2 separate regions of the Bombyx mori genome follow, and region 2 is linked to region 1. Evidence: chromatin contacts called from public Hi-C data. All regions are on one chromosome and are shown on one strand. The core of a region is the stretch at or near the end of the contact, and the rest is flanking DNA. Distances in the headings are between cores, read along the strand shown. Region 1 has its middle 25 kb from the start of LOC134201575. Region 2 has its middle 66 kb from the start of LOC134201575.

What was found. A called contact is a pair of places that touch in the nucleus more often than the background predicts.
Region 2: a Hi-C map of posterior silk gland shows a contact between it and region 1, with 3 times the contacts expected there. The contact joins two enhancer-like sites. A contact is called at or near these places in 4 of 7 Hi-C or Micro-C datasets (middle silk gland, midgut, posterior silk gland and 1 more).

The regions. Positions count from the first base shown.
Region 1 is chr28:2,367,164-2,369,863 of ASM3026992v2, reverse strand. No RefSeq gene overlaps it. Among protein-coding and RNA genes, the nearest start is that of LOC134201575, 25 kb to the right of the region's middle. Within about 2 kb of position 1,268, at least 7 of the 8 cell types and tissues checked have open chromatin away from gene starts, as enhancers often do.
Region 2 is chr28:2,408,869-2,411,568 of ASM3026992v2, reverse strand. No RefSeq gene overlaps it. Among protein-coding and RNA genes, the nearest start is that of LOC134201575, 66 kb to the right of the region's middle. Within about 2 kb of position 1,323, at least 4 of the 8 cell types and tissues checked have open chromatin away from gene starts, as enhancers often do.

The DNA.
Region 1 (2,700 bases), core at 19-2,518:
CACTTTCCGAAGGCTACGGCATAATGATGATGAATGATACTACCCGATCCTGTAGACCGAATGGTAAACAGTCGACGTCGCCCTAAACACGTCATTACGGATCCTCCCGATCCATTAACGGTGCTTTTAGGTACCACAAGCACCGGTCACCGTCCCCGTCGAACCCATCCCTTGCGACGAAGGGCTTGACGAGCGAATTAACCCATAGACACAGCCCACTGAGTTTATCGCCGGATCTTCTCAGTGGGTCACGTTTCCGATCCGGTGGTAGATTCTGCGAAGCACGGCTCTTACTAGGGCCAGTGCTTTAGCAACGTCCTCAGATTAGAGCCCCGCGAGCTCACCAACTCGTTCGGAGAATCTAGTATGACCCCTCGACGTCACTAGAATAGGTCATCATCATTCTTTCCTATTACCTTCTGCTGGGGTGTAGGGCTCGAATCAAATCCTTTCATTTACATCGGTCTTGGCCAGTCTGTTCTAGGTCCTCCCACGTCAAGACGCCCAGCTCCTGCTCCACCGAGCGACGCTAAGCAGTTCTGAACTAGAATAGGTAGGAAAAAAAATTAATGTAATCTACTATTAGTAGCTTACTATTATGTAGCTTATTATTTACGAGGTATTTTTCTTTCCTACCTAAGCTGATAGCCTTGAGTCAGCGTAGCCTTAACTAGTAAGTGAACTCACGGGGCTCAAACCTGATGACGTTGCTAACACGAACCCTAGCAAGAGCCGTGCTTCGCAGAATCTACCACCGGATCGGAAAAGCGACCCACTGAGAAGATCCGGCGAGAAACTCAGTAGGCTGTGTCTGTGGGTTAATTTACTCGTCGAGCCCTTCGTCGCAAGCGACGGGTTCGACTAGTACGATGATCGGGATTACGAGGTAACGTGAACTAGTTCTATATATATTCCACACACGGCTTGGCCGAAAATTGGCGCCACTAGTCGATGAAAATCCAACGCTGCTCTCTCTCTCTCTTTTCACTCATTTTTTTAGTTTCTTTCAAATTACACCAACCTTATGAAAGCTAATAAACGCTGATTCATATGGCCTTCCTTATTTCTAAAAACTCCCTATCTACACGTCGCGCCATCAACGATTGTTAATGCGATTAACGAACAATATCCTACAACAAAGCAATTGTAAATTATACTTTTCCTCGCTAATTTACTGGAGTTTATCGTTGCGTTGATAATTCTGCGATTCCGCCCATGGATGGCAGTTGTACGACAGTTGTGAGTTAGTTCGGCGGCTTGAGGTCCGCAACTGAACAATAATAATATTATTATGCATTACGAATTGTTGATTGTGGGCTTGTTTATGACCGTGGCTGTTGTTTACGCGTCGCATTTTTGCTGGAGGAGACGTGAGTAATGTTACGATTTTAATTTAACTTGTACAAATAAACATAATTTGATAAGACTGTAATTGTATGTTTTCGTATTTCGACGATTTAGGAACGTTTACAAGTATCGTATCTCTTCGGATTCTTCTCAGTTTTAATTAGTCATGAAGTTTGATCATTTTTCGGATATGCTACTTTAATTGGGTTGAAAAATGGTCAATTCCATTATTGAATGGGTAGACTTGAGACTATATTGCTTATATTTTCAACATATTCTCAAATACAACCGAAATCACATTAATGCGTTCGTGTGTATGCATGATTTGATAGCGAAAAGTTTTGACCAATGCTTTTACCATCACCTCTAAGGTGGCTTGGCGATGCCTTGCGCCATCTAGTGCCTAGTAGGGGAGGTGGTCATTCATAACATAACGTATTTCACTGTATCTCACTCTGGATCTCTTGTTACTCATAATTCGTAGATGCGGCCAGTATATGCAAGCCCCTATGAACTGCTTTCACATAACTTTTATTAACGTAAAATTAAAAATATTGTAAATTTTATTAACAGTACATAGTTTGTTAATAAGCAGGCCAACGAATATTTTAACATTTCACAAATAGGGTTCAGTAATGACAGCAATGGCAAAGTGCTTTGTCGTTAGTTTTTTATCTTTATTCGTCACAACTTCTGTTATTAATTTTTTACTATTGTAAAATGCAGAACACAGAAAGGAAAAGAAATTAAAAACAATTCATTATAAAAACGACACGATGACAAACGAAAGGTAAATGTTGTGAACGTCTTCAATGAGGTTGGAATGAATTTTAGATAATTCGAATGAACTTATTATAGATTCGTAAAGCTATTAAAATTTAGTTATTTACGAATACGCCATCTAGCGCTGAGTATTTGAACTCCAAGAAAAGAGTGAATTTAGCGACATCTATGAGCAACTTGTAGACAATTTCCAAAATAAATTATATTATTTGTCGATTCATTGCAGGAATCATAATAAAATAAATAAAATTATTAGACGATTTTTTTATTAGCAGGTGTACTAAAAAAAATGGCTATGGGTTTCAGTAACAGCCGAGGCTCACTTCATTTAAGCAATAAAAATAAAAGGTTTTTTTATCATCGATCTCACACTAGTCTACAGCAGTATAAGTAGTAAATCCTTAATGTCATTATAAAAAAATAACAAATCATCATTAATCACGTAAAGAGTTACTTATTAATGAAATTTAGACTGAATCAAATACAAACAATAGCATTTTGATAATACGATAAGTAAGGAAGTTTATAATTAGTAATTTATAAATCTTTAATCATCATTGAAGTACACAG
Region 2 (2,700 bases), core at 74-2,573, 42 kb before region 1:
AAACTCTATTGTCCCCATAAGTAACATGATTCACCCTAAAGCCAAGGTAAATCGGGTTTTGAATTTTTGTGTTAGATTTGGAAAGGGTCCTGATTCCCCCCAATCTACGGTATATATTTTGTGTGCCAATAGTACCAAGAAATTTTGAATTTTAATGTATTTTTTGAAGTTATACTTCTTTAGGCGCGTTATGAAAAGTTGATGAGAGTGAAATTTTACGATGCGTGCGCACCGTGACACAAAATTAACAGAATGAAGTTGCCCACTAAATCGCTCATTACAATACGACCGACGTAACTTGGCGAGTCTGAATATACCCACAGGTGAACTTTCGCGCCTGTACACTCGTAAAAAAAAGTGTTATTAGCATTCATTTTTTTAGTAATATAAATGACAAAATTATTCTTTAATATATTATTAAATTATTAACGTTCAATATTTATTATTAATTATTTAATATTAAAAAAATAAAGTATAACTTCTTACGCGCGTACATAACTACACGCACCCTTTTTTTTTAAATTCCACGACGCAGCTTATTAAAATTAATCAATAGCACGATACCATTATAAATTTGTTTCCTTCAAATTCTCCGCGATTCTAATGTCGTAACGAAGTTGACTGACTGAAACATTAACACGCTAATCTAGATAAAAATATTGATTATCCGTCCCGCAAATCAGTATTATTTTCCGATAGCTCAAATTGAATTGAACGTTGTTTTAAGCGTCATTATAATTTCGGTAAATTAAATAAACAATGGATTTTATCGTGCTGATATTGCCTTTCGTTTTTCTAATAGTGATATACGCTTTGACCTGTATCTGCTTGCACTGCTGCGAACTGTATCGTGAGTAAAAAGTTCTATATTTTGCTTAAATTTCGATTAAAATATTACATTAATAAAACGTGTTATTGTTGCAATCGGTCAATATGAATGCTGTTGTGAGACAAACCTTTTTTTTCTTTTTCCGTTGGACATTTTGATAAAACATAAATTTTAAACCTTTTCAAGATGGCTTGACATTGAAATCCAACTTAATTCGTGATTATGTTTCAAAGATAGTAGTAAACACAGGTAGGTATTTAAATTAATTTATATATGTATCAATTTGAAATAAAACTTTGCGTGATATAAATTCTTTATAATGATATTTGTTTTGTTAATCTAAATATTATAACACAGTAATAGTATTTTATTCTTTTAATTATTAATGATAACGGAAATGAGTCATTGCTGGAAACTAAAGAGGTGTTGGAAGTGAAAAAGTAGCAAAAGCGCCATCTGTTGTTAATTTTAAGAACTTTACTAGTGTCACCTATCGTTGAGTAGCTATCTCCACAATCCATTTTTATATTTTAAGTCAATTTGAACTGAATAATATTTTTTAAGTTACTAGGAAATAAAAATGAGTAGAGGACGCATTTAAAGATGTAATTTAATGTTCATCGCGAAAGTCATTACTGGTAGTAGGACGTCTTATGAGTCCGCACGAGTGGGGCAGCCGTTGTAACTATACTGAGGGCTTAGAACTCATATCTTAAGGTGGGTAGCGATGTCGATGAGCTCCGATAACCACTTAACATCATGTGGGCCGTGAGCTCGTCCACCCAGCTAAGAAATAAAAAAATAAAAAAGAATGTGTGAAAAAAATGTCAAATACGTATTTCATCAGACAAGTTGGTAACGTTAGTGGGATTCGAACACTGACACAGCCGCATCGCTCGATACGAACGCACCGGGCGTCTTATCCTTTAAGCCACGACGACTTGATCGCTAAAGGTATCATGAAAATTTTAACGTGTGTAGTACATTCTTGTTCTTTCGCTGGTAGATTAAACAAGAAATTGGTATCGACGCTTGAAAGGCAAACGTGACTAAGCGACAATGCGTGAATTTTACAGTAGACTAATTTAAAATTGAAATACCTGAAAACAAAATTTATTTTAACGGTATCTAGCTGTAGTAGAATCTAGCTAGTAGCTGTAGGATTGAAATGATTTTAATAGATCTAGAAATATATATTTTTTGCGCATCGAATATGGTTATTGCCTATCATTTATGTACAAAGCAGTTATTGTCGCTTAGTCACGTTTGCCTTTCAAGCGTCGATATAAAGTACAAGATTTTCTCGACCCCGGGATGCGGGATGAGCTTAAATCGAATTTCGGTAGGCGAAAAAGAAAACAGCCACTAATGAAGCAAAGAAGATTAATCAAAAACCTAATCGTATTTAAAAGGACATGGGCGTGTTATCTGGATAAAAAAAAAAAAAAAAAAAAAAACAGAATTAATATCAAGAGAATCCCCTGATAAAGGCATTATAAAAATAACTTGCCCGCGTGACTCACGTAATAGTTCCGATATTATTGTCCGTGCCTAATTACGTGCGTAAAATTTCGTAATTTTGTTTTTAATTTTAATAATGGATTCCTTGATTATGACGATACCGTTTCTCATATTGGTGCTCATTTACGCCGCGAGCTGGATCTGCGACCGGAGCTGTGAGTAGATTTGATAATGTATTTTTAGTTTTTATTTATTTTTGTTATCATGTTTATATTTTTTCCGGAATGTTTTCCGACTCGAAATTTCCAGCTGATTTTTCGAGAAAATCTGTCTTTTTAACTGCAAACTAGCCCTCCACTCGTGCTTATTGTTACCCTCGAATCATCCTCAGCTGAGGAGAGAGACTCGTA